Linked DNA regions of Mus musculus: regions 1, 3, 4, 5, 6 and 7 are each linked to region 2. A link is a contact called in public HiChIP or PLAC-seq and promoter capture Hi-C data. All regions are on one chromosome and are shown on one strand. The core of a region is the stretch at or near the end of the contact, and the rest is flanking DNA. Distances in the headings are between cores, read along the strand shown.

The links. Promoter capture Hi-C pulls out the DNA fragments that hold promoters and counts their contacts. HiChIP or PLAC-seq counts read pairs in DNA pulled down with a chosen protein or histone mark.
Region 1: an H3K4me3 HiChIP or PLAC-seq map of embryonic limb bud shows a contact between it and region 2, with 5 times the contacts expected there. The contact joins the promoter of Tnfaip1 here to the promoter of Nf1 in region 2. A contact is called at or near these places in 5 of 39 promoter capture datasets (the C10 cell line, hippocampal neurons, liver and 1 more), 1 of 484 Hi-C or Micro-C datasets (nephron progenitors), 12 of 115 datasets of contacts at active chromatin or transcription factors (astrocytes, bone marrow-derived macrophages, differentiating embryonic stem cells and 8 more) and 1 of 9 other capture datasets (liver).
Region 3: a contact with region 2 is called in a promoter capture Hi-C map of liver, with 3 times the contacts expected there. The contact joins the promoter of Rnf135 here to the promoter of Nf1 in region 2. A contact is called at or near these places in 4 of 39 promoter capture datasets (hippocampal neurons, liver and stem cell-derived epiblast-like cells).
Region 4: a contact with region 2 is called in a promoter capture Hi-C map of liver, with 3 times the contacts expected there. The contact joins the promoter of Crlf3 here to the promoter of Nf1 in region 2. A contact is called at or near these places in 4 of 39 promoter capture datasets (hippocampal neurons, liver and pre-B cells).
Region 5: a promoter capture Hi-C map of stem cell-derived epiblast-like cells shows a contact between it and region 2, with 4 times the contacts expected there. The contact joins the promoter of Slc46a1 here to the promoter of Nf1 in region 2. A contact is called at or near these places in 5 of 39 promoter capture datasets (the C10 cell line, liver, pre-B cells and 1 more), 2 of 115 datasets of contacts at active chromatin or transcription factors (extraembryonic endoderm stem cells and pancreatic cancer cells) and 2 of 9 other capture datasets (adipose tissue and liver).
Region 6: a promoter capture Hi-C map of liver shows a contact between it and region 2, with 4 times the contacts expected there. The contact joins the promoter of Suz12 here to the promoter of Nf1 in region 2. A contact is called at or near these places in 6 of 39 promoter capture datasets (3T3-L1-derived adipocytes, cranial neural crest, hippocampal neurons and 2 more).
Region 7: a contact with region 2 is called in a promoter capture Hi-C map of hippocampal neurons, with 3 times the contacts expected there. The contact joins the promoter of Unc119 here to the promoter of Nf1 in region 2. A contact is called at or near these places in 5 of 39 promoter capture datasets (hippocampal neurons, liver, pre-B cells and 1 more).

The regions. Positions count from the first base shown.
Region 1 is chr11:78,533,731-78,537,575 of GRCm38.p6, forward strand. It overlaps Tnfaip1 (tumor necrosis factor, alpha-induced protein 1 (endothelial)), which reads right to left and starts at 2,530. Exons shown (of 7, transcript NM_001159392.1): 1 at 2,356-2,530. Ift20 (intraflagellar transport 20) reads left to right here and starts at 2,631. Exons shown (of 6, transcript NM_018854.5): 1 at 2,631-2,846.
Region 2 is chr11:79,337,819-79,341,483 of GRCm38.p6, forward strand. It overlaps Nf1 (neurofibromin 1), which reads left to right and starts at 2,074. Exons shown (of 58, transcript NM_010897.2): 1 at 2,074-2,241. The coding sequence starts at 2,182.
Region 3 is chr11:80,182,530-80,186,543 of GRCm38.p6, forward strand. Rnf135 (ring finger protein 135) reads left to right here and starts at 1,340. Exons shown (of 5, transcript NM_028019.4): 1 at 1,340-1,726. The coding sequence starts at 1,388.
Region 4 is chr11:80,078,436-80,082,561 of GRCm38.p6, forward strand. Crlf3 (cytokine receptor-like factor 3) reads right to left here and starts at 2,556. Exons shown (of 8, transcript NM_018776.2): 1 at 2,349-2,556. The coding sequence starts at 2,477.
Region 5 is chr11:78,464,033-78,468,034 of GRCm38.p6, forward strand. Slc46a1 (solute carrier family 46, member 1) reads left to right here and starts at 1,669. Exons shown (of 5, transcript NM_026740.2): 1 at 1,669-1,973; 2 at 2,319-3,171. The coding sequence starts at 1,746.
Region 6 is chr11:79,990,479-79,994,582 of GRCm38.p6, forward strand. Suz12 (SUZ12 polycomb repressive complex 2 subunit) reads left to right here and starts at 2,628. Exons shown (of 16, transcript NM_199196.2): 1 at 2,628-3,121. The coding sequence starts at 2,842.
Region 7 is chr11:78,341,208-78,345,048 of GRCm38.p6, forward strand. Unc119 (unc-119 lipid binding chaperone) reads left to right here and starts at 2,288. Exons shown (of 5, transcript NM_011676.3): 1 at 2,288-2,579. The coding sequence starts at 2,360. Pigs (phosphatidylinositol glycan anchor biosynthesis, class S) reads left to right here. Exons shown (of 12, transcript NM_201406.1): 11 at 18-228; 12 at 527-1,569. The coding sequence ends at 802.

The DNA.
Region 1 (3,845 bases), core at 1,280-3,779, 800 kb before region 2:
CAGGCTGAGGCTTGAGACCAATTGAAGATCACATTTCAGTTAAGATCTGAAAAGTATAGTCTAGACAGCAAGAGCAAAGCTCCTATCTGAACAAGTTTTAGAGGCTGAAGAGATGCTCTTCCAGAGGTCCTGAGTTCAATTCCCAGCAACCACATGGTGGCTCACAACCATCTGTAATTCGACACCTCTTCTGGTGTCTGAAGACAGTGACAATGTACTCATATAAATGAAATAAATCTTTTTAAAAAGTAAAAAAAAAAAAAAAACTGCCTTTAAAAAGTATATTCCTGGGGGCTGGTGAGATGGTTCAGTGGGTAAGAGCACCCGACTGCTCTTCCGAAGGTCTGGAGTTCAAATCCCAGCAACCACATGGTGGCTCACAACCATCCATAATGAGATCTGACTCCCTCTTCTGGAGTGTCTGAAGACAGCTACAGTGTACTTACATATAATAAATAAATTAAAAATAAAAATAAATTAAAAATAAAAGAGATTATAACTTCAAAAAAAAAAGTGTATTCCTCTTGCAGTAGACCCAGATACAGTTAGACCCAGATAGCACCCAAATCAAAAGGCTTACAATACTCTGTATCCTGTTCCAGGAGATCTGACACCCTCTTATGGGTGCTGCTGCATGCACACACATGGTACACATATATACACTCAGGCACACACACGTACAAACAAAAATGTTAAAAAGTGAAACAAGTTTTATGGGGCTAGAGAGATGGCTCAGCAGTTAGACGTACTGGATGCTCTTCTAGGACCTAGGTTCAATTCCTAGCATTCATATAGTGGCTCACAACCATCTATAACTCCAGTCGTAGGAGTTCTGATGCCCTCTTCTGGTCACTGTGGGCTCCAGGCACACATGTGGTACACAGACACACATGCAGGCAAAATCAGCACACACATAAATTGTCTAAAAGGAACACATTTTGGGGACAGTAGTGACATGGCGGCGGGTATATAGGAAGAAGAGGGAGGATGGTCTGGCAGGAAGCCAGAGAAGACAAGTGCTACATGAGAAGGAAGAGCTGGGGTTTATGGGAATTGCAACAGACTTTGGGGTCGGGGAAGGCTTTTAGCAGGGGAGTGATGTGATCCAAGGACAACTTGATGCTGTGTGGGATGCAAAAGTACATGAAAGGAAATGGGAAAATCAGAGGAAGGACTGGTCCAGGCAAGTGATGATAAAGGCTTACACCACAGAAGCAATGCTGTAAACAGAAACAACAACAACAACAACGCCCCAAAGTGGAACCAACCTCTTTAATACCGGAACACTCAGTCGTTTCCTGTTATTCCTCATGTTTTACAGGTAAAACCCACAACACTGGTCCTCAAACAAGAATTAAGTATATACATCAGCTTGCTAAACTAAAACTGACCCTGAAGAGATTTCAGTATGTCCTTGGAATGGTCGGGAGTGGGGGGCTTTCAGGAAGGTCTATATTGGTGCTATATTAAGTAGCATATCCTTTTGATGGCTTAATTGCTTTCAGTGATGGAACATGGAGGAAACGAGCTCCGGGAGTCTGACAGTAACACTACAATGCTAGACTGGTGAGCGACTGACCGCCTTACCTCAAAGCGGGAAAAAAATCAACTCCTCAACAAGTTTTAGCAAGTTCCTCACATACTTTGTGTGCAGTCCCATTTCCCCAGAATCAAGGAAGCACATAAACACGTTCTGCCAAATCAAAGAAACCCAAGTGACTAGGCTTGCCAACTGAGGAAGTCAAATCCGGAGCTAATCTATTCTTTTCCTCCTAAGAGCTACTTTGAGTCCTAGATGACGTCAGACCAGATTCCACCCAGACCAATTAGGTCCAAGAGTCCAATGGCAGGTGACGCCCTAGAAAGAAATTTCTGAGAGGATGAAGTTTCCACTGATAGTTTCAGGGCTCTTTCCTCAGGACTTCGCCTGTGGATAGAGGGGTAATCCTGGGGCTGGGGAACATACACGTGTCTCTATGGGAACCTAATGCGAAGCCAAGCAGAACAAAGCGCAAACGATCACGGTAGTTCAAAGACTTGGGGTTCTAAAGGAAGGACACGAGGTACGGCGAGGTGGGAAGGCTGATTTTGGCAAGAAAGGTCAGAAATCGTGGAAGCGGCTCTTATGTTTCACCCAAAGGCTCTCCAGTGGAAATGGAGAAACATCCCATGTCTCTCGTTGCAGTGTAGGCTGCTCTCCCGCCACACCCCTCCTCTTCTGAAAAACTGAGATCCGTGGTGCCTCCCATCCCCAGAAAAGACCTGAACTTCATCCCCGCGCGCCATCCCGTGCCTTTTGCCCAGGACTCAGCAGAGCCTGTCCTTCCCCTCTGCACCCGCACCTCTGGCTCTCACCGTCCGCGGGGACGCCTCTCCGAGTCTCAGTCAAGTAGCAAGCGGACTCGGTGCCACCTCTGGCCTGCGGCTGCCTGCAATCTCGGCTGTGAGCTCACATCCTGCGCCCGCCGACTCCGGAGTTACAGCCCAACCCTACAGATCGGGAAAGAGACTACAAGACCCGGCATGCACAGCGCGCGAGCTAGCAGTGGGTCGAAAACTTGACGTTTGACTTCCTTCTACTTCCGGGTTCGGGAACAAATCTACTTCCCGTGTCGTAGTCCCCGCCCCCTGAGCAAAGGCTTCTGGGCCTAGTGGGCAGTTATCGCGTGTTGCATCTATTTCCCAGCAAGCACCGCAGGGTGGGCGGATGCTGGTGCTTCTGGACTCGGGGGTGACGTGTGGCTCCTAGATCTTGTCTCCGTGGCAGCAGCCGGTTGCAGTTGCCGGAGAGAAGCTTCTACCGACAGTCGTCAGGGCCGCAGAGCGCTGCCGAGGCGGCTCGTCAGGTAGGTCGGGGACGTGGAGGACTTGGGACGGGAGGAGGCCGACGTGACCCAGCGCCGAGGATTGGCTGGACCGGGTGGAAAGCGGCGGTTTCCCTACCTCGGAGTTTTTAGGGATCGGGTTTACACTCAGCTCAGCCTGGCTCCCTCGATGTCACCGGTGAACCGAGGTTCGGACATTGCAGGAGTATAATTTAGTAAAGACAGCCGCGCCATTTGCCCAGTTCTTCCTGTGTCTACGCCTTCTCCAAACTCCACAGCTACAACTATTTGTTGTGCCTGCGGACCTGGGAGAGCCAGGGAGCGTAGAGCCAGGCACAGCCTTCATGCTTAGGAAACTCAATCCCACGTTCCTGGAGCATATTTGTGGTGGGAGTTAGGGGTGGGCTGGGGATCTGATAGCCCGCTATGTACCATATCTATCTTACCCATCTCTTTAAACTGTCCTTTCCAGCCATACTCTCGGTCCAATCCAGATCCATGGCAATCGTGTTTGGCTCCTTTCTTCACTTTTCTCCAAAGTGCTGCATTAAGCATTACTAAATTCTGTCAATTCAGACATCATCTGATCTCTGAACTCCCGTTCGGCTTCAAATCTTTTCTTCTGTTACAGCCTTCTGTTTCCACATGAATTCATTCATTCTGCAAACATTATCAGAGTGCCACTTACCTGCAGGCAGCCTGCTTAGAGATGCTTGGCTCACAGTGAGAAATTTGGAAAGGACGCCTCTATTCTGCTCTTCCCTGTTCCCTCTGTTTGGCCAAGGCAGTGAGTGATCTTTCCAACTCTGATCAATAAGCACTGCCGAAATCCACTGCTAGCGGTTATCATTATAAAAAATAATCCAAGTTCAGCTGGGTGTGGTGGCGCATGCCTTTAATCCCAGCACTTGGGAGGCAGAGGCAGGTGGATTTCTGAGTTCGAGGCCAGCCTGGTCTACAAAAGTGAGTTCCAGGACAGCCAGGGCTACACAGAGAAACCCTGTCTCGACAAACAAAACA
Region 2 (3,665 bases), core at 824-3,323:
GAATGGTGATGGTGTGTGTGTGTGTGGGGGGGGGCAGGGCTCAGCCACATCTAAGTTTCAAAGATAAAGATGGAATGCCAGGGCAAAGAGGAGCTAATCAGGGGTTTCAGAGCCGGTGTGAGAAAGGGAAAGGGAGGTAGTGGTTCTAGCTGTTTAGCAGTGAAGTAGACACGTTGGGATGCTATTTGGGGCGATGTGCTGTGAGTAAGGACTTTTTCCAGGGTCCTGGATGCAGAAAGCACCAAAGGCCCTTTAATCTTCTCTCATTTCTCTTCAGCACTCCCATCACCGCTGACGTCATCTAAAGAAACCAGTATCCATGTTGCAGCTTTCAAGAAGGGATCGTAGAAACAGCCAATCTCTGTCCTTTTGTTTCAGTGGAATGAAACATTAACTTAATTTGCATCTTGGAAGATCACTAACCTACCTAGACTTGAGACTTCTTTTACAGCTATACCACTTTGTCCGTGGGCTACTAGCTCTGTGGATTTTCTGTGGTGAAATGAAAATTGTGGTTTTGTTTCATCTTATCACCCAGTTGGTATCTTCCTATGTGGCTAATGGTTGATGGCTGCAGGCTGTTGTCTGAGTGCGCGTCCACACTTTTGTTTTTGAGACAAGGCCACACTATGGAGCAGTGGTTGACTCAGGAGGATTTGCTTGCCTCTAATGAAAGCGAGCATCTCCACATCCTGCTTCTAAACACATTTTAACACTGACTTAATTCAAGTGCATTGAAGAAAACTCATTTCAAAGTCCAGTGTCAGAGCGCCTTTCCCTCCCCATCCGATGAGTAGAGAGCTTCACCCTGTAGCTCTGCTTGGCCTGGAAATCCCCAAGTAGAACAGGCTAGCCCCGAGCAAACTATCTTTTGGGTTTATCCTCTTTTGTAAGTGTGCACAGCCAATTCCACACAAGTCCTTCAAACTCTGGTTCTGGGCATTGGGAAGGCCCTTGTTTCTGGAGAGCCATCCTTCTCGATTTGTTCTTAGAGTCAAACCATTTTGGTACTTATCAGCCCTTGGGCATGTATCCTGGAACCTCCAGTGCTCTGTTCATCAGATAGGTCAGGCTACTGAGTCCTACTGGAAAGGTTTGTTCGAAAGGCTGAAATGCATAAATGTTAGGCCTTTTAAAGGTCTTTACAGTATGGTGAACTAGTCTTCAATCTGAATTATCATCCGTGCAAAAAGTTTTATTAACTTGGTTGTCCGTCAGTTTAGTTGAGGAATTTCGGATTGGGGAATTCTAGTCTCCAACTTGGATCACCACTGGGCCTTGCTTTGGAATTTAAGCGACATTAAAAAGAAAAAAATCACGGAATCTCTCTTGGCCTTCTTTTTACCCGTTTTCAGCAGCCTTCAGAAGCCCCATCGACTGCGTGGCGGTGTGTGCCTTACATTTTTAAGTGAAGAAAGCGGAGAGAGACTGACTCCAGCCTCCGGGACAGATCAGCGACAGAGATCAGCGGTCGGAGAGAAAGCCTAGCCTCAGGACACCCTAACTTCTAACCCCGGGAGCGATCCAAGCCCGGAGGCCAGCGGGGGAAGGGCTGTTCGAGGCGGCGGTGGCAATGACAGCCTACGCACCGGAGTCGGCTCAGATTCTCTGGCCAGAGCCCCGCGCCAGTTTAGGTGGGGAGACCCGCGGCAGCGAGGGACGCGCGCCTCCGGGCCCGGAGGAGTTAGGTGACGTCACCTCCAGGAGGACTCGCTTTTTCATTAATGAAACCGGCCGGCCGCGGGCGCATGCGCAGCAGGCCCCTTCCCTCTCGCTTCCCCCTCCCCTTTCCCAGCCGCGCTCTCAATCTCAAGCTCGCTCGCTCTCCCTCTCCCCGAGCCGTGGAAAGGATCCCACTTCCGGTGGGGTGTCATGGCGGCGTCTCGGACTGTGATGGCTGAGGGGAGACGGCGCTAGTGGGGAGAGCCACCCACAGGCGCCCTCCCCTCCCCGGGCTCCCCTCCCCACCCCTCCCCCAGTCTCCTCGCCAACGCCCCCTTCCCCTGTCCCCCTCCCGGCGGGCCGCGCGGGCCCCCGTCCCCACCCCCGTGGGAACGCTAGCTGCCCGCACTCCTCAGCCGCTCGGCTCGCCGCTGCCCTCACCTCCGCGCCGGCCGCCCGCCCGCCCTCAGGCGGGCCCCGGACGCCGGCCCTCCACCGCCCCCGGGTCGCCGGGAGGACATGGCCGCACACAGGCCGGTGGAATGGGTCCAGGCCGTGGTCAGCCGCTTCGACGAGCAGGTAACGGGCCGCGGCGGGCAGGAGGTGGGAGCGGGTGGGGGTGGGGACGCGGTGGGTGAGGGGAGGAAGGAGCGGCTGCCTCTCGGGCTGCCGGGGGCTCCGCAGACCGAGGAAGGGCTGGGGTGGGGGGGCGACGCTAGGGGACTGCCCGGGGATTCGGCTGTGAGCCGGGGCTCTCCTTCCCTCCTAAACCGGGGGGGTGGGGCCTTGCCCGTGACCAGCCCTCCATCCCCTTTATCCCAGCCCTTCCGCTTGCTCTTGGTGCGGGGATGAGTGACCTGGGGGCGCTTTCAGGGCCACTCCATCTGGATTTAATGGTTCTCTCTTAACTCTCCCCTTTTAGAAGGAGGTAGATAGGGGTTCCCTCTTCCCTTAACCCCCTCCCCCCCATCCTCGTAACTGGGGATAACCGAAGGAACCCCCAGTCTGTGTATGCATCCCCAGTAGGAGCAAGATAATATCCTGCCCCACCCCCATTTTCTGTAGCTGCCCCTTGGGGGCAGGAGTAGGGAAAGCACAGGTTTTCTTACTTTTCTGCTCGGGGCGTCAGCTTGCCTGGATGATGTTCACACCAGCATCCTTGATAGCCGGATGACACAAGGTTGCCTTTTGCGTTTGCAGGGGAAACCGTAGTTCTGAAATGACTCCCCTCCCCCTTCCTTGCTTGATGATCACACCCCCCTCTCCAGTCCCTGCTTGCCAGCAGCCCCAGAATGAATCTTGGCTTTCCTAAGTGAGACTCCAAGAGTAAGGGGAGAAGGGTGAAAGCAAAGGGAAAATCTAGCTACAGACTAGACAGCAGAGACAGACAGCTAGGATGTGGTCCTAGGGCCAATAATTGTGACCATGGTTTGTTGTTGTTTGACTTGTTTTTGACTCTTTGAACCCTCATTGAGACTACTTGGGATGGAGGGAAAAGTTTTGTAGTTTAGGAAGGTTGCTTTTTATTCGCTGAGTTTTCCACACATAAAATTCTAAGGCTGATGAGTAGACAACCCACACATAGCCTTTTGTCCATGAGAACTAGTTTAATTTGATGCTATCTACAGATAGCTGGGGCTGGTTTAAAGGATGGTTGCTTTTTGTTGCAGTTCTGCCAGGGGGTGTCCTCTAATGAGAGAATTGTTTAGAATTGAACCAATCTCTTTTGTTTATTGGGTTTAATCACAAAACTGATTATGGGAGCTGACAGGTAGGGGAAGGGTTTCTTCTTTAATTTGACCAGCAGACATTTTTTTATAGGACTCAATCTTTTGACCTATCCGACAGAGGAAGTCTACCCAGAGGACACTGGGAAACCTACACAGAGCTGAATGTGGTGGTTATATGACTTTTGTCCCAGCACACAGGAGGTCAGAGGCAGGTAGATCTCTGTGTGTTGGAGGCCAGCCTGGTCTACAGACTACATGCCAGGATGTCAAGGT
Region 3 (4,014 bases), core at 90-2,589, 840 kb after region 2:
AAAGTTCTTTGGACCTGACTGCTGAGGTACCTGCTAGAGCAGTGATTCTCAATGAGTGGGTCATAACACCTTTGGCAAACTCCTATATTCACATGACTATTCATAACAGTTGCAAAATTACAGTTGTGAAGTAGCAAGAAAATTATTTTTTAAAGATTTGTTCATTTATTTTATGTATATGAGTACACTGTAGCTGTCTTCAGACATACCAGATCCCATTACAGATGGTTGTGAGCCACCATGTGGTTGCTGAGTACTGAATTCAGGACCTCTGGAAGAGTAGTTGGTTATTTTTTTTTTAAAGATTTATTTATTTATTATATGTAAGTAAACTGCAGCTATCTTCAGACACACCAGAAGAAGGCATCAGATCCCATTATGGATGGTTGTGAGCCACCCTGTGGTTGCTGGGCATTGAACTCGGGACTTTGGAAGAGCAATCAGTGCTCTTAACTGCTGAGCCATCTCTCCAGCCCTGATTTACTTATTTTTTTTTCTTTTTCCATTTTTTTTTTTTTTTGGTTTTGTTTTGTTTTGTTTTTCGAGACAGGGTTTCTCTGTATAGCCCTGGCTGTCCTGGAACTCACTTTGTAGACCAGGCTGGCCTCGAACTCAGAAATCCGCCTGCCTTAAAGGCGTGCTCCACCACGCCTGGCTTCCAATTTTTTGTTAGGTATTTTCTTCATTTACATTTCAAATGCTATCCCGAAAGTCTCCTATACCCTCCCCCCAGATTTACTTATTTTTAAGAAGAGCAAATAAAGACTGAGGCTGTCTTTTTTTTTTTTTTTTTTTTTTTTAATTAATTATATGTAAGTACACTGTAGCTGTCTTCAGACACACCTGAAGAGGGCATCAGATCTCATTACGGGTGGTTGTGAGCCACCATGTGGTTGCTGGGATTTGAACTTCAGACCTTCGGAAGAGCAGTTGGGTGCTCTTACCCACTGAACCATCTCACCAGCCCCTGAGGCTGTCTTTTAATGTCATTTAATGCATATGAGTACACTGTAGCTGTCTTCGGACACACCAGAAGAGGGCATTAGATCCCATTTTTGTTGCTACTTCATAACTGTAATTTTGATACTCTTATGATTCTAAAATGAGTTCCTGAAGCGGACCTTCTTCATAGCTTAAGTTGTTGGGGTTGCGTGTTTGTGGCTAGGCGAGCAGGACCCAACTACTAGAGAGAGATGATTTTTCCAGGCCAAAATCCAGGCAGGTAGCCAGCAATGTCCGGCGCTTTTAGAGGCTGGGGAGAATTAGCAGCTGGGCGGGTCGAGCTGATGGGAGGGGCGGGGCGAGCTGATGGACAAGGCGAAGTGTTGCCGGGGAAGTTAGTAGGACAAGGCGGAACCTAAGGGTGCTTCCTGGCTGTCGCCTAATTATGGCGGCCGTTTGTTCTGGCAATGCAGTCCCCGTGTGGCTGAGCGAGGACGACCTGAGCTGCATTATCTGCCAAGGGCTACTAGACCAGCCCACCACGCTGCCCTGTGGCCACAGCTTCTGTCTCCGGTGCCTCCATGACCTGTGGGTCTCGAAGCGTGGGGCCGTGGATGGCTGCCCTTGGGCTTGCCCCATATGTCGGAAGGGTCCCTTGACAAAGCCCAAGCTGCACAAGAACCCGCTGCTGCAAGACCTGGTGGACAAGTACCTCCAAGCGGCGCGGGAGGTCGAGGCTGGCTCGGAGCCTGAACCCGCCCCCGCGCCGCGTTCTGCGCCCCAGGTAGGAAGCCTGCACCGGACTTCCAGATCTCTTTTTCTGCCACAAAATTTGCTCAGTCTAATCTGTTTTCTGGAGAACCTTAAAAAGTTTATAGCTGTATAAAGAAATACAAAAGCCCAATGTGGTGGCCCCATGCCTGCAATTCCCCGTTTTGGAGTGGCTTGCCCCACAGGGCCAGAGTTACATAGTAAGATCCCATCACAAACAGTTAAAAATCCAAGTCCCATCCACCCGAGGTGTGGTGCACACTTGTATAGTTTTAGTTTTTCCCAGCCTTCTGTGATGTCTGGAGATTCTTAGTGTGGTAGAATGTATGTGCCACAAAAATTGCCATTTTCCCCCTTAACTCAATTGGCCTATTTGTATATTTATTGAGACAGGGTCTAACTAGACTAGACTAGGATGGCATTGAACCTGGGGTGACTCCCTCGGCTTTCCAAGTCTGGGATTACAGGTGTGGGCCACTTGAACTCAAAACTTTGCCTGCTTCTGCTTTTCAAGAGCTGGGATCAAACACAGGTGCCACGACTGGCCATCTGAACAATTTTTTAGTGTACAGTTCGATGGCATCTCTCTTATTTCCAATACTGTGCTTCTGTCACCGCTGTTGCCAAGGTAATTTCATCAACTTAAAAAAGACCTCTGTACCCACTCACTAAGCAATAACACCTGATTCCTGTCCCTCCAGCCTCTCTGTATCTCATCTCTCATAAGCTTTATGTCTGAGTTTACCTGTTATATTAGGTCAGAAAGCGACGCACTGAGACCACCACTCCCATTCAAAGGCAAGAGTGTTTTTTGTTTGAAGAAAGCAAGAACCCTGCATGCAGGGGCCAGCCACTTATAAAAATGGTGACCCCAGACAAAGGGGCACAAGGCATCCATGGGAAACTAGAGGAATTTTATCAAACATTAGGTAATCTAAAACTTCATTAGTGGGTGCTGGGGAAGTTACATGGGTTGGTTTCTGATTAGCTGCTATGTTAGATTTACTATACTTGGGGAGGCCTTGAGGAAATCCCAGGAGATGACTCAGCTCTGAGCTTCCAGAGCCATTGATTATTAACAGCCCATTGTCTCAATCTGCTTCCCTGGGAAACTGAAACTTTTCTACTTCCAAGGTTTTTATTTCATTTTATTTTTTAGGGGACCTCTCATTATACATGTTTCATGTAAATGGGCCCCTTTGTGTCTAACTACTTTCAGTTTCATATTTTCAGGGCTGCTTGATGTTTCAGCATGTATCAGATCATCATTGCTTTGTGTGGCTGTTTTATCATCTCTGTGGATATGTAAGACCCCCGAAGCTGTGCCTCCCCTCAAGTCCTGGGATGAGCTGGCCAGCACGTCAATGACTTGAGAGAAATCCACACCTGATGCAAACTGCAAGAGGTTTTATTATCAGCTAGCTGAGGATGAACTCCTCAACGCCCTGCAGGGCAGGAGAGTTCGACCCTGAGCAGTAACAGTAGGGGGCTTTTAACAGCTAGCTGAGGAATTGGGAGGAGTTGGGAGGAGAGTTGGCTACAGCTCCTTTCTGGTGTGTGTGTGTGTGTGTGTGTGTGTGTGTGTGTGTGAGCTGTAGCTCCTTTATCTCTGTGTCCTTGTATGTCTTCCTACAATTATCGAATCTCTGGCTGTAAGGCACAGAAACAAAAGGGCTTTTTACTGGCTATAAAGAACAAAGAGCTTCTTTCTGGCTGTATTTTTAGAGATCAGGGAAAACAAGCTTGGGGAACGTCCAGGGGCTTTACCTTCTAGGGAGAAACGCTCTAAGTCGGGGTCCCACAGATATATATCACTTTCCAATCAATGTATCTAGCTATGAACATTTGAATCCTTCCCATCTTTTGGCTAGTATGACTACTAATACAATGTACATTATCTTATAACTGTAGTAGTATGTAAAAGTATGTTTGGGGGCTGGAGAGATGGCTCAGTGGTTAAGAGCACTTAGTGCTCTTCCAGAGGACCTGGGTTCAAGTCCCATCACCCACATGACACCTCACAACTGTCTGTAACTCTTGTTCCAGGGGATCCAACACCCTTACATAGACATACATGTAGTCAAAACACCAATGTACATAAAATAAAAATAAGTAAATTTTTTTGTTTGTTTTTGTTTTTTCGAGACAAGGTTTTTCTATATAACCCTGGCTGTCCTGGAACTCTGTAGACCAGGTTGGCCTCGAATTCAGAAATCCGCCTGCCTCTGCCTCCCAAGTGCTGGGATTAAAGGCATGCGCCACCACGCCCAGCTCACTTATTTTTTTATATAGTGTTAGGAT
Region 4 (4,126 bases), core at 1,306-3,805, 740 kb after region 2:
CGTCACCAAAAATCTAAACTGTGATGAATGCGCTGTGTCGAGCAGGAGACGAGGGCTCTCAAAAAGAAAACAAATGAAAACCACAGTGAACCAAACTCATTATCAGAGTATGTTCTGAATTTAAATTATTGGATTCAAAACTTAACTGTTCAAGAGGTAGTGAGTGCAGTTTCCCAGTAAGTCTAAAGCACTGGATTCCATCACCAACACAATGGATAAAGAAATAATAAGTAAATGTAAAATGAAAGAATATAAGTTTAACTTTCCTTTTCAGGGCTGTAGATCGATTAGGCAAGTATCACGGAGCCATAATCATACATCTAGGTTTGGCAAATGAACATCTAACTATCTAGGGTGGGAATCACTCAAAAACTGCACTCAACACACACACAAGACATTAATAAGTACTACACCCAGTGCTTACCTCATTCTTCTAGTGCCAACCCTAATGCCTCTTAATTGCTGAGGGAGCTGAACAACAGCCATGCTCGTGTGTAAGATATATGAACTGGCTGACACATTAGTCATTTATTACAGGGTACTTTAGCCAAGAATGGTGGAAACATGCCTGTTATCCCAGTACTCCAGAGGCTGAGGCTGGAGGATTTCCAGCTGTTGCCAGCCTTGGTTGGCTACATGGTGAGTCCCAGGATAGCCTTGGCTACTTAGCAAGATCTTGTTTGTTTGTTTGTTTTAAAAAAAAAGGAGATGGCTCAGTGGTTAAGGGCACTGATTGCTCTTCCAGAGGTTTTGAGTTCAATTCCCAACAACCACATGGTGGCTCACAACCATCTGTAATGGGATCTGATGCCCTCTTTTGGTGTGTCTGAAGATATCAACAGTGTGCTCATATATAAAAAAATAAATAAATTTAAAAGAAAAAAAAAAACCTGAGTGGTGGAGGCTAGCAAATATTTGAGTTCAAGGCCAGCCTCGTCTACAAAGCAAGTTCCAGGACGGTCAGAGCTACACAGAGAAACCCTGTTTCAAAAAAAATAAATGAATAATTAAAAAATTAAAATTTAAAAATGTTCGAGGGGGTGGTGTGGGAGGTGACTAAGATAAAATACACTGTATGCATACATGAAATTCACAGACTAAGCAGTACTATATAAAAGAGGGTATTTTAAACCTTTTTTTTTTAAATCCTAGATTTTCAACATTTATTTCAAAATAGCAGAAGGAATAATGCAGATTCTTTCCAAAGGAAATCCAGATGTCTGCATTGGAAGACCTTGAAAGTATTCACCAAATCAGGTTTAAATCATAAGTCGTATCTGGATTCTGATCCTAGTTCTAGCTCAACTGTTGATGCCTGGCCTACACCAGCTCTAGAGAGGTTTAAATTATTAGCAATGACAATATTCGAAGATTATCGCAGCACTACTTCACCATTTTCTGCTTCGGCACAGCAGCACTGGAGTTACCAGTGTGACGGTACCCTACAAAACTAGGCCTAGAGAAATTCTAATGAATTTCCATTTCCTCAAAAAGCATTAACTAAAGCACTTAATAGTAATGTGAGGATTATCTATCTTATCTAGCATTAGCAGGGGCTTATATCTTTTTCTGTATACCTTTGAGAGTGGAGAGGAGCCATGTGGCTTTCCGCTATCTCTGTTCGACCTTTCCTTGTGGAGAGATAACTGCAGTACTTGAAAGTGTATTTAGCCTCTTCTATTACCAGTCCTCTCTTAAAATCTGTTTTTCCATTTCCCTTCACCTTTGTATACCCTCCCTGAAACATCTTGTTTTGCTCCTTCTGCCCTTCAACATCCTTCACCTTCAGTTCTAGCCTGTCTAGAGATTACTCTAAAAGGTTGTTCAAGGCGTTCGGGATCTTGTGAGATGTTCAAATAACAACCCCCCCCCCCCCCCGTCCCCATTCATTCGGCATTAAGGTCACTGCTGCTCAACCTCTCCATTTCTCCTTACTTCTTCCCTCTCCCTCTACTTCGTCTCCACCTTTACTGTCCCCAGGTCAGTGCCCTCAGGCTTTCTAAACCGAGTTATCTGTCGCAGGTTTCCCCTGACTATGCCCTCTTCCTCCCAACTCTCTTTTCCGATCTTCACTCTGCGATCCCTCGGGTTTTGCTCCCGTGGTTCATCCTCGGACACCACCCCTACGCTCACCAAGTGCCCCGCGAGGCGGCTCAGGAGCGCTCCCCAAACTCTTTCTCAGTCCGCCAAACTTATCTTTCCCTTGAAGAACTCTGCAGGACCCACCTCCCCATGTCACGTCTCCCACAGGTCTGCGACCCACTTCCTCTGCTGAGCCTCGGGGCGCCCCCGCCGCGCGCGCCCACCCTCCGGCCCGCGCCCTCTAAGGCCCGCAGCGGCCCTCCGACCTGCCTCTGCGCCTCCCGCAGCCCCTGCAGCCGCTGGCCCAGCTCCCGCCGGTAGCTCTGCGCCGCCTCCACGTTCTCGCGGGCTTCCTGAAGCAGCACCTCGGGCTCCGGCTCCATCGCGCCCTTCATCTGGTCGCGCGGCCCGCCGGATTCCCGACTGCGCCTAGCTCCCGCGAGCGACCCCGAGCGGCCTCGCGCAGCGGAAGCGCCGCCCCGCCCTGCCCTGTCCTTCACGCCCCGCCCCCGCTGCCGCTTGATTGACAGACGCCGGGGGGTGGGGGTGGGGGGGACACAGGCACTAATGGCGCCTTGGTCTGAGTGAGTGAAACCTGCTGCGCCGTCTGCTCAGCTCCTCCTCCGGCCTCTTTGCTGCGCCCGCCTGGACACTTCCTCAGGAAACAAGTGGAGGCTAGAGTAGAAACACGTGAACACGTCTCTAAGTGCTTCCCACTTCTTATCTTACTGCACTACTTATCTGCCCTGCACAGTGGAGGAAGTGGAGGGACACAGAGGGGGGATCTACTCTCCTAAACTCAGTGCATGATCTCCAGGGCCGAGGCTACAGCTCTGGGCCTTAAATCGTCGCTGTACTACCTTCCTAGTAAATGCCAGCTGAGGCGGGAATTTTGGGAGGATACTTGACCCAGGCGCCACTACCTAGATACTCTTAGGAGGGAGGTGAAAGAGAGAGAGAGGCCCAAGTGATGACCAGCTGTACAGCAATCTTGGCAGAAGGCCAAGGCGAATGATGGCACGTTTTCTTCGGTAAGGGCCTCCCGATAAATATCTGCTGGCATGTGATAAAGTGTATGTTTCGCTGTATTAAGTAAATGGGTGTGACCATGTATAGTAAAAACAAGAGGAGCCGCTTGCTCCTGTGTTTCAGCCCTAAGAGAGGCCGGGGAAGGAGGGTTGCTTGGAATGGGGAGCAAAAAAGGCAGATTGGACAACAAGGATGTAAAAATAAACCTTTCAATACAGAATTTTAGATATGGCATAATAACTTTCACGTGTCACAACATGGTCTTTGTAATTTTCCCCCCAAACTATTAAAACGGTAAAAAGTGATCTGCTGAAAAGCCACACTAAAACTGGTTGGATTTGAGTCCTTAAATGAGCCATAAGCCCAAGGTGTGTAAATTGTCCTCAGCAGGATCAGACACGGTACAGGATTGTCTCAGGATTATGCAATGGATCTGTATTAGAGGCCAGATCGAAGATGTTCCAGGTCAGACTGTTCTTCCCACATGGGCGAAACATAGGGGCATACCCTCTACTCCCAGCTCTTGGGAAGATCTGGAACTCAGAACAGTTATCTGGTTGTTACGTAGTGAGTCTGGGAGAAACGTGAGTGATATAAAACACTGTCTGGAAAAAAAAAAAAGACACTTTCAAAAGTAGGGAGGGGGAGTTCCAGGCCAGCCTGGTCTATAAATAAATAAATAAATAAATAAAGTGGGGAGGGGAAGGAAGAGAGGAGAAGAAGAAATAAAAGAATACTTGAAAATAAGGAAAACAGCTGGGCAGTGGTGACAAACCCCTTTAGTCCCAGCCAGTGACAGGTAAATCTTTTGAGTTTGAGGCCTAAAGACTGAGTTCCACAATGGCCAGGGCTACACAGAGAAACCGTAATCTTCAAACAAACAAACAAACAAAAAATGAATAAATAAAATAAGAAAGTAAAGAAAATAGAAGGAAGCCCTTTTGAAAGAAAAATGGAGAGAGTGGCCAGAAGAGCTGTTTTTATCCTAAAGATAACATAGCCTAATACTTAGTAA
Region 5 (4,002 bases), core at 419-2,918, 870 kb before region 2:
AGGGTAGGCTCCAGTGCCTATTTGGCATCCACCTATTCTGAGCCTTAGACTCTTGCAGGCTCAAGGAAGAGGAGCGTCACTGTGTCTTCTCAAGTGCAGGCAGAAATGGAACTACTACTCCCCACCCCAAGAATCGGACCTGTGGGTCACACACTGGGTCCTGTTAGTTCTTGGGAACTTTGCTGGCTCTGCTCCTGGTCCCCACATGAGCATGAGACGCCTCTATTCCTACCCTCAAACCCTCTGCCATGGTCGGATTCTACACTATTTACATCCTGCTCTTTCTCTCTCCCCACCAATCTAGAAGCTGTGGTGCCTGGTGGGGGGCTTCATCTGTTTGCTTCAGTGTTGTGTTCAGATCTCCACGGCACCAAGTAAGGGCACTCCTTTTTCACAGGCAATAAAACAGAAGCCCAGACAGACAGACAGACAGACAGACAGACAGGAAGTCTGAGCTGCTCAGCAACAGTGCAGATGTCTGTTCTCCAGCTCAGTTCCTACAACAGGGGCACTGAAGAGCACAGGCCCACACCCAGGGGCCTCCAGTCTCAGGCTCCTCTTGTCTCTACTCCACCCTCTAAGAGAACTGCAGAATCAGATCCCAGTCCTTGATGTGACACTAGCTCCAGGAAAGGCTCCTAGGACAGGAACAGGGGCAAGGGACAACCTATTAGTCATTAATGATAGCCAACAGCGATTAGGTCTAATAGCAACAGCATCCAGAAGCCTGAGGCAGGGGAATCTCTATGAGTCTGAGGTTAGCCTGGTCTGAAAGTATGTATATAAAATAATACTTTCAGTGTACCAAATCTCATTGTCATTTTCCAATACTTCCTCTCTCTCTCTCTCTCTCTCTCTCTCTCTCTCTCTTTTCTTTTTTCTTTTGGTTTCTTCGAGACAGGGTTTCTCTGTGTAGCCCTGACTGTCCTGGAACTCACTTTGTAAACCAGGCTGGCCTCGAACTCAGAAATCTGCCTGCTTCTGCCTTCCAATTGCTGGGATTAAAGGCATGCATCACCATGCTCGGCATTCTTTCTTTCTTGGTTTGTTTGTTTGTTTGTTTGTTTTGGACAGAACATCAAGCCTTGGTTAGCCTAGTATTGCTTAGACCAAACTGGCCTCACCTCTGGTGTGCTGGGATTAAAAGCACATGCCACTAGGTCCTGCCTTCACTAAGATTTTCTTCCAAGTGAAGGCAAGGTCAACGGATCAGTGGCAGAGCACAAGTACTCCAGTGTGGCCCACCAGGCTCTGGCTGTTCTTACACAGATGCACATGTGCCGAGAGGCAGATGCCACGCAGCTGGCATATCCAGTCTTGTGCGCTAATCCTGCGTGCCTTTCGACCTTACTTCCACATCTCTGGATTCGGATCATTAAGTGACTAATCTATAAGGTTGCCACGAGATAATATATTCAGAATTCCTGGCCCCAGAACAAAGTTACGTTGTCAATAAATGTTAGTTATTGATATAGTGATTATTCTTTTGAGTGTTCCGACGCCCAGGAAGGAGGGCTGCAGCACGGTAGTATCTTTGCGTTGCCTGAAGTGAGGACACACCACAGGGATTGTTTGGACGACACCCAGCCCAGAGTTCAGCGGACCAAAGCTTTTGAGACTGTCTCACGCTCCGCCCCTCTAGACTTTTAACAGAAGCACCCGAAGCCGGCGCAGGCGCAGACAGCACAGACTGGTCCAGGCCTCCCGCAGCTGGTTCCGAGGTGCTAGCCCCTCCGTGTTTGCGCATGGAGGGGCGCGTGAGCTCCGTGGGCTCGCCCCACAGTTTCCTCAACGCTCCCGTGCTTTTCCGCGGCCCCGTGGAGCCCCTAGTCTTCCTGGCCAACTTTGCCCTGGTTCTGCAGGGACCGCTCACCACACAGTACCTTTGGCACCGGTTCAGCACGGAGCTCGGCTACAATGGCACCCGCCACCGGGAGAACTGTGGGAACCAAAGCGCGGATCCCCTCATGAAGGTAGCAGGGACCAGAGCAGCTGTGAATACGGAGCGCGGCACGGGGCGGGGCCTGTGGAAGACGGGGTCCCCGAGGGGACGGGACACACGTGGCGTGGTGGGCGGGTCAGACCAAAGGGGGCCTGCCCTGGCTGGCTGCCTTGTGCTGGAGGTGTACCTAGAGAAAGCCTGGCTTGGAAAGTTATCTAGTGTAGCGACGGAGGGAATGCTTCTCCAGGGCCTGTTTTTACAAGTTGAAGGAACATTCCAAGAGGCTTAGGGCTCTAAAGCAAGGCTATAGCTCCCAGGATGGTGATGGTAGCTAACCAAAGTGAGGTCCTGCGCACTAGTGATTGTGTCTTTACAGGAAGTGGAGACCCTGACATCTCACTGGACCCTCTACATGAACGTGGGAGGCTTCCTGGTGGGACTCTTCTGGTCCACCCTGCTGGGAGCCTGGAGTGACCGCGTGGGTCGCCGCCCATTGCTGGTGCTGGCCTCTCTTGGTCTGCTGCTCCAGGCCGTGGTGTCCATCTTTGTGGTGCAGCTAGAACTGCACGTCGGGTTCTTCGTGCTTGGCCGAGCTCTTTGTGCCCTTCTGGGAGACTTCAACGGCCTCCTTGCTGCTAGCTTTGCCTCTGTGGCAGATGTTAGCTCTAACCACAGTCGCACCTTCCGGATGGCTCTGCTGGAAGCATGCATTGGTGTGGCCGGGACCCTGGCAAGCCTTCTCGGGGGTCACTGGCTCCGGGCCCAGGGTTATGCCAACCCCTTCTGGCTGGCTTTGGCCCTGCTGATTGTCATGGCTCTATACGCAGCATTTTGTTTTGGTGAGACGGTGAAGGAGCCAAAGTCCACCAGGCTTTTCACGCTCCGCCATCATCGATCCATTGCCCGGCTATATGTGGTTCCAGCCCCAGAAAAGTCCAGGATGCATCTAGCCCTGTACTCTTTGGCCATATTCGTGGTGGTTACTGTGCATTTTGGGGCTCAAGATATCCTGACACTCTATGAGCTGAGCGCACCCCTCTGCTGGGACTCCAAGCTGATTGGCTATGGCTCAGCAGCCCAGCACCTACCCTACCTCACCAGCCTGCTGGGCCTAAGGCTTCTGCAATTCTGCCTGGCTGACACCTGGGTGGCTGAGATTGGCCTGGCTTTCAACATCCTGGGAATGGTGGTCTTTGCGTTTGCTACCATTACACCCCTCATGTTCACAGGTAAAGTGAAAATGGGGCCGTTCACTCATTGCCCCCCAAATGTGGTTCAAGCCTGTGGCTTTGGATCCAGAGTTATATTCTCTGCCTGTGTTCTAAGAGGATAGACACCCGAGAAACCACAGAAAAATACCATCTCTGATATACAGAAAATACAGAGCTTTAGTGGCCAAAGTAATTAATGTACATTATAGCTCATAAGCTAATTGCTTCACCCCTTGGCCTCCCAAAGTCCATGCCATTAATGTCTTGATCTTTGGCTCTCGGATAAGAACCACGAGTTAATGAGAATGTTCTGCCTTCTTTTGGGCTTGTTAAAAAAGCTAAAATTCCTGCTGCCCCGGCTTCCCTCCCTCTTCCTTCCCTACCCCTTCCCCTTGTTGCTGCCCCGCTTCTGACTCTCCTGAGAAGAGAGGAAGCTGGCAAGAGAATGAAAAAGTTAACTCCCTAAAAAAGATATGTGTATTCTGCTAGAGTCCGGAACTGCACTGTGTGCAGAGTCAGCTGTTTGATGATAGCAACTGCGTTAACTCAGCTAACTCGGTAGTGACACCAAAGGGACCGGGGACCATTTGCCAAGGCCACAGAACCTCAGAAGTGCTAAGATGAAAGATGCTGCATCACAGAGTCTCAGCAGAATCACAAACATTGCGAGCCTATAGGTAGCTAGACACCAGGGCAAAGGAACTCAAATGCTGTACCCTCAACATGCATCCCTCCTTGGCCCATTTGGTCCTTCCCCAAAGTGGCTGAAGCAAATTGCCACAGGCTGGGTAGCTTAAACAAGAGAGTTATTCTCTCGGTGTTAGAGGTCAGTATCAGTGTCACTGAAGT
Region 6 (4,104 bases), core at 1,378-3,877, 650 kb after region 2:
ATTAAAAACTAATCTCTGAGCCGGGCGTGGTGGCACATGCCTTTACTCCCAGCACTTGGGAGGCAGAGGCAGGCTGATTTTTGCCTGGTCTACAGAGTGAGTTCCAGGACAGCTAGGGCTACACAGAGAGAACCCTGTCTCAAAAAAAGAAAAAAAATTATGAAAAGATGAGTTAGTGTTCATATTGACAACTGCAAGTGATAAGACAATTAACAACCAATTCCTGTTTTTTTTCTCCTTACAGATACTTCTGGACACAAGCTGGGAAATGTCAAAGAAAGTGAACACTATGGTCTTTGACTTTTAGTAGTTTACATTCAATCCCAGATATGACATGAAGGAAAAACAAAACAAAACATCTGGAAAGCAATCTAACTTCATTGCTTGGTGGGGGAGTTAAATATCTGTATCACTGATAGTGAACTGCAATCACAAACCTCAAAAGCACCTGTCATCCCAAGTAACAAGGTAGCCAGACAAGACCAAGCTAGAGGTGGTCTGTCAAGATGATGTAGCTGAAATGACCCTTCAATTAATTAATTTTTTTCTTAAGTCATAGGATTTTTATTTTTATTTTTTTGCATTCTCTGGACATTCTAGATAAGGAATGTAGAAGTGAGGACTGGTCAGCAGCGCCTCTCTCATGGCATGGCTGGCTTTTTCATGATTAATGTTGGTTAGCACAGATGTATAACATCACATTAATGCCTGCTACTACCATTTCCTTTAAGAATACCCCAAATCCCTTAGGTGCATTTCTCCTTTCATCAAACATTCATGATAATCTTTCACTTGGTTATTTGACTGTATTTGTCCCTCCGTCCTCTCCCTCCCTACAACTGAACCCTGACAAATGATGAAGAGGGAACATTTTGACAGCTATATAGTTGTCACATAGTTAAATTAGCACTCTAGTTTGTAATGCGATATTTTTGGATTTGCTTAGAGTAATTTAATTATTCAGACCCTGACTGAATTTCCTAACGCTATAAAGCAATACCGCAGCTAAAACTCCAGAAACCTCGGTGGGGTGGCATTCATCAGAGACGTTCTTCAGAAACATAAGGGGGAAAAAAACCCACCATATACCTATTTTGCAGTAAGAAATATTCTTAAATACAGACTAGTATAATGAGAGCATTCTAAAGTTTCTTCTTAATATAAAACATAACGTGGGGTTGGACTTACAGCTCTGCAGTTGAGAGCACTGGCTGCTCTCTCAGAGATCTCTATTTGATTCTTAGCACCCACCCTAGGCCTCACAACCACCTGTGACTCCATTTCCAGGAGAGGCAACATCCTCTTTTGGCTGTAAGGACCGCAGCATACGACCTTGGTGTAGACTTAGGCACAGGGTTCCTCTGTATAGCCCTTGCTGTCCTGGAACTCACTTTGTAGACCAGGCTCGCATCAGAAATCTGCCTGCCTCTGCCTCCCAAGTGCTGGGATTAAAGGTGTGTGCCACCACCACCGAGCATAAAAACATTTTTAGAAAGTTAAAATATAAGCAATATAAGCTGGTTATTTTGTCTAACTTGAAATCCAAGTTATTCAGAGTAAGCCAATTTGTACCAACAGACTTAGGTCGGGTCTGTTTATCTTTTTTTTTTTTTTTTTTTTTTGGTTTTTCGAGACAGGGTTTCTCTGTGTAGCCCTGGCTGTCCTGGAACTCACTTTGTAGACCAGGCTGGCCTTGAACTCAGAAATCCGCCTGCCTCTGCCTCTGGAGTGCTGGGATTAAAGGCGTGCGCCACCGCCCAGTTTATCTATCTTTTTAAACAAGACACTCAAAACACAGCGTTCCTCACAAGCTTTTGGCAGTACAATAAATAAAACTTCAAGAAATGTCTTTACTTCGAATCACCTATTTGTCTCAGAGAAAATGAAGTATCTACTTTGCTCGCATCGTGTTGAGAAGCCACAACCCAATTCCACAGAATCCCAAAACCTCACATCACTTAACAAAACAAAACCAAGTCTCCTTAATTTCTGAGAAACGGCCGCCACAAAATAGGTCGCTCCCTTTCGTAGGCGAGCCCTTCACGTCCGACAACCCAGTGGCTGCGCTAGGGGATTTCGGCCATGGGTGGCTTGGGGCACGTGGCGGCCAGGGGATCCGATCTCCTCCTGCCTCAGTGGAGATGAGACTGAGCACACAGCACCCCCGGGGCAGGTCACTTCCTGAGACCACACAGTCTCGGGATCCGCGGTGGACCTCCGCTCCTTTCAAAGGCCCCTTCGCCTTCAGTTTCTCAGTCACCCGCCTCTCTCTCCAGGGGACCTCTGCCCCCCTGGGGGCGGCGACTGACGAAGCTCTCAAGGCGAGAAACGGCTCCCAAAGCCGCTCGCGAGTCCCCCTCTGCCCACAATGCACCGGGACGAGCAGGAAGGCCGCTCCGACCCCTCATTTTCCCGCGAATTCAGTTCAAAGAGGCGTCCGGGCCCGCGGTCGGCAGCGCGCACGGGCCAACCAAGCCGCGCCTCCGCGAGAAGCGCCTCCGCGTGACTGACGGGGGACTCTGCGGACCAACGGGCTGGGCGGCCCGGCGGCGCGCGCTCCCGCCGGCCAATCAGAGCGCCGGGCGGGGAAAGTGGGCGGAGCGAGGCCAGGGTAGGGTGAGCGGCCTCCGAAGCGGAGCGGGGCTCGGAGGAGACACTTTTTTTTTTTCCTCCCTCCTTCCCTCCTCTCCTCCTCCCTTCCCTTCCCCTCTCCTCCCCTCTCTCCTCCTTCCCCCCTCGGTCCGCTGGAGCCTGCTGGGGCGAGCGGTTGGTGTAGCAGGCGCGCTCACTCTCCGGGGCCGCCCGGCGGGTAGCTGGCGGGGGGAGGAGGCAGGAACCGCGATGGCGCCTCAGAAGCACGGCGGTGGGGGAGGGGGCGGCTCGGGGCCCAGCGCGGGGTCCGGGGGAGGCGGCTTCGGGGGTTCGGCGGCGGCGGTGGCGGCGGCGGCTTCGGGCGGCAAATCCGGCGGCGGGGGCTGTGGAGGCGGCGGCAGTTACTCGGCCTCCTCCTCCTCGGCGGCGGCCGCGGCGGCGGCGGCGGGGGCCGCGGTGTTGCCGGTGAAGAAGCCGAAAATGGAGCACGTCCAGGCTGACCACGAGCTTTTCCTCCAGGCCTTTGAGAGTGAGTGTGAGCGGCTTCGAGGGCAGGGGTGCCCCTCTCCGGCGTTCGGGGCACGGGGCACTCCGCCGGGTTCTCGGAGAGTCCACTTGCTTTGGGAGTGGAGGGAGGACTCGCTGGGGAACGCCGGGGTCCCGAGCAGGTCCCTGACTCCCGGAAGGGTCGCCCCGGGGCCCCCAGGTTCAGAGCAGCCTTGGAGGTGGGGACGTGACGGTTGAACTGAGCGCATATAGATCCCGAGACGAGTTGGTGTTTTCGTTTGTGTCTTCCTTACTCCACAAGTACAGGGATTATAGTTGTAGGTTTCGGGGGGACGAGACACAGCCTGTCCGGAGATGAGTGTTGTAAAGCCGAGGAAATTGTCATGGGTCTGAAATGCGTTCGTACCCACTCTGGCTGCGTGTGAGTGAACACGCAGCATTTGAAACCTTTTAAGCTTTTCAAACCTTTCCGCCCATTTTATGGGTGCGTAGACTGAGAGAGACAGAATGGGGCAAGCGTCCTCTCCGTGGACAACCTTGGAGTTGTTTCTTAATTCCAGAACATTTTTTTTTTAAATCCCGGTTTTTCGTTTTAAAAGATGCGTGGAGGGCGAAACTGACTTTTTTGGAAAGGGGATCACACAGTGCCTGGAAACAAACAATAGAATTTATAAACATTATGACTATAAATAAAATTGTTACTAAGTGGGCATTATATCCTGATGGTTTTGCACCTCTTTTGTGTAGATAGTGGAATTTAGCAATCTTCTAGCTGGGTATTTTACGGCAACTTGAATGAAGTCAGCTTTGCCGTTGAATCTCTTTATTTACACTATATCCGTGGCATATGTTATGGGCTTTGGTATCAGCTGTGCTTGGAAAGACGTTTTACATTGTTTTAATACTCTTCCTTCATTTTCATTGATTCTTCGTGAAATTCTTATTGGAATTTAATACAAATCATTTCGATTTTTGAATATTGAAACAGATAATTGGTCATGCTTC
Region 7 (3,841 bases), core at 1,038-3,537, 1.0 Mb before region 2:
TCCTGTGCCCCCCACAGGCTGCTCTTTGGAATTGCTCAGCCCCAGGTGCCTCCCAAATGCCTGCTCTCAGGACCAAAGAGTGAAGGACTCATGACCTGGGAGCTGGACCGATTGCTCTGGGCTCGCTCCGTGGAGAACCTGGCCACGGCCACCACCACCCTCACCTCCCTGGCCCAGCTTCTGGGGAAGATCAGCAACATTGTCATCAAGGATGATGTGGCTTCTGAGGTAAATGTGCCAGGAAGGGGTGGGCCAGGGTGTGTGGGGGCATGCCATCCTTAAATAAATATCTCAGGCTTCCTCTGGAAGCCATTCCAGCTCCTAGTGGGAGTCTAGGTGGGGACAAATGAAAGTTTCAAGCTGCCCCTCAGAAAATAAACAACAGCTGTGTCTTGTTTTGTTTTTTAAACTAACTTCCACACACCTCTGTGGACTCTAGGAAACTTCAGAGGGTACTAAAAGGCCAGGCCCTTCTCCCTGCCCCACGTCTAGGACATACTGCTAACCCCATCCCTCACCCTCCTAGGTATATAGGGCTGTGGCTGCCGTCCAGAAGGCAGCAAAGGCCTTAGCCCTTGGGCACCTGTCGTCCGCCTTTGCTGCCAGCCAGGAAGCCGTGACCTCCTCCGAGCGCGCCTTTTTTGACCCCTCCCTCCTCCACCTCTTGTATTTCCCCGACGACCAGAAGTTTGCTATCTACATTCCCCTCTTCCTGCCCATGGCTGTGCCCATCCTCCTGTCCCTGGTTAAGATCTTTCAGGAAACTCGCAAGTCCTGGAAAAAGCCTGAGAAGATAGACTGATCCGGGCAGCATGTCAGAGGGAGCCCTCCTCTCTAGCCACGCTGGGAGGGTGTTGGGCCAAGAGACCAAGGCAAGGTCTGCTGGTGATGACATGTCTTCACTCTCGCCCGTGGGCTCTCTACGGATGGCACTCCACGATGGGCTCCCTTCCCCTCCTAGTCCACTGGCTTGCTCCTCCATGCCTACAAGCCTCAGAAGGTACCCTTCCTGATCTCCATATCTGGCTCGAACTTGAAAGCCTTTGTGTGCCTACCTCTGGACAGGGGTACTTTGTCCTTGCAGCCTGTCAGCACAGCATACAAACGCACTGAGAGGTGAATTTAGGGGAGTACTTGAGTTGAATTGTAGCCCTGTCCTCTCCACTTCTGAGACCACCTCCCTCCTTCCTCAGCTTCTTGACTGGCGTCACCCACTGGGGACAGCCTGGTCTAGGAGGCAGTGGCTTAGGATCTTCTACCTTGTGGCTAAGGTTCCCCTCTACCCTTTCAGAGAGGTAGTGTGGAACAGGAGAAAACATTTCTGACTTGGAACCCAACAGGCCTGAATCAGACTCCGGCTTCTGCACTTAACAGACTAGAGAGCATCAGCTAAGCCGCTCCTCGCTCCTCACCTGAGCCTCAGGTTTCCATTGGTGGGAAAGCACTGATGATGTCACCCTCAGAAAGGGGCTGGATTAAATGTGATAAGCCTGTAAAAGTGTTCTGTATATTGGGCTCTTTAAAAACATACATTAGACTGTTATTAAACGTTGGTTGAATATGAGTTGATATGGATGACCATAACTCGTTCTTGTGTGAGAAGCAGACTGACCTGTTCTAGCTCACCATGTGTTCTTCCTGCCTCCCGTCCTGAGCATCCTGGGGACGGCTCGACACCTGGGCTGTGCTGCCTGCATGTTGTAGGGTGCCTGCGGATTGTAGGGTGCCTGAAGCAGCTTTTAGCAGGAGTTCTAGTGGGGAGTAGCTTGAGCCAGTGACAGCCCTGGGATAGCAACTCAATTCAACAAAGGAAAATACTGGGTGGGTACTGGCTGCAAGGAGCTGTGTGGTAGTGCTAGGGTGTTACGAGGAACAGTGTATAGAGCATCTCTGCTTTCATAGAGCTGACCTTTGAGGAGGAAGGGTCAGGGAACAAGCAAGAATTTCACTTAATGTATTACAAAAAAAAAAGGGCTGGTTAGCTGGAAATTGAGAAGAAGTACTTTAGAACTGGGTGGGTTGAGACCTGGGCTGAAGTCAGGACAAAGGTATCAGGGAAAGACCTTGAGGTTGGAACCCAGGAGAGAAAGAGGAGAGGTATTCGGTAACTACATTGTCAAAAAGAATCTACATTGTCAAAAAGTTCACAAGGACCCCCAGGATTCTGGCTCCCCCGCTGGAGACGCCAGGCGGTGGGCGGGGTATGTGTGACCCGCCTCCCGTGGGCGTGACCAAGGCGGGACGGCACCTGGGGCCCGGCCGGGGGTGGGGCGGCGGACGCTCCCCCTTCCCCTGGCTCCAGCCGGCGCAAGCAGCGGCGGCGGTGGCAGCGGGCGAGGATCTGCGGCCCCGCGAGGCCATGAAGGTGAAGAAAGGCGGCGGCGGGACCGGGTCGGGGGCGGAGCCCGTTCCAGGGGCCTCGAACCGGAGCGCGGAGCCCACGCGGGAGCCTGGGGCGGAAGCTGAGTCCGGGTCCGAGTCGGAGCCGGAGCCAGGCCCGGGGCCCAGGCTGGGGCCGCTGCAGGGCAAGCAGCCCATCGGGCCGGAGGATGTGCTGGGGCTGCAGCGGATCACGGGTGGTGAGCACCGGCGAGGGAGCGCCACCCGCGGGCTGGAGGGAGAGCGCGGGAGGGGGCCCACGAGGCTCAGAGTCCAGCCCCCACCCCTCCCCCACGCAGTGCCCCTCCTCTGTATCCCCTTACTCTCTCTCTCTTTGCCTCCAAGCCTGAAATCTCTGTGCTCTTTCCCTTGGTCTCTTGATGCGCCCCCTCCTCTCCTTGAAGTGGCTTCTTTTCACCCCACTCCTTCTTTTTCAAGGGGCCCACCCCTTTTCCCATGGTGGAGGTGGGGCAGCAGCTGCATCTGTAACCCTTTCCCCAGTGGAGTCTTCGGAACCCTTTGAGGGTGCTCGCACAGAGGAGTGTGCCTCATTGCAGGCTGTCTTCAGTGGCCACATCAGGCTAGGTGGAGGCAAGGAAAACCTTCAGGCTCCCTGACCGACCGTTATAGCCCTCACTCTGCTTCCCCGAGGAAGGCTGAGGCCATACTCTGCCCAGGAACATTGCTGATACGGGTGCTTCCGTCTGTTGGCTGTGGGCCCTGTGATGGAAGCAAGTGCGTGACCCCCCTCCCCCCAAGTCAGGACTTGTTCTTTTTCCAGGGCTCTCTCATCAAGGGAAGGCTAGTCTCCACTGAAACTGAGTTTCTGAGCTGTGCTACCTGGATTAGAGTCCCAGAGTTTGCCCGGAAATTGGCTGTGTGACCTTGGGGATGTAATTTCATTTGCAGGAGCATGTTTGCTTTTTTTTTTTTTTTTTTTTTTTTTTCCCATCTGTAAAATGGGAACAAGAACAATGTTACCTCCCTCAAGGTTATTGTGAAAAATAAAGCCAGTCTTCTGATTTTGGACAATGTTTGGCATGCTGTGCACGCTGTCAACAGGGTTCCTTTATCAACAGTGTTGGAAGCTACATAGGACTGTTCAGAGTGGCTGCCTGCAGGCAGATAAGTGATCGTTCAGGGCCAAGGCAGGCACCGCTACAGACAGTGCACAAGGACTAGAGAGTCTTCTGGCAAAAGGTTGGCTGAGCCTTGAGGAATGGAAGGTATTTGGAGAGACAGTGGCGGGTTGCCTTGGAATGGGTAGGTCACCAGCAACCTGCTCCGGCTCCACTTGTGAGCTTAGACTTCCCTTCTCTGGGATGGACACGGGTGCTAGTGTGGAAATAAACCCGCTAGCCTCAGGAGCAGCAGAGCCCAGGGCTCCCAGACAGCTGTGGAGGGGACCAGGATGACAGGCCTGAGCTTGTGCATCTGGGTCCCCAGGGGCCTCCCTCCTCCT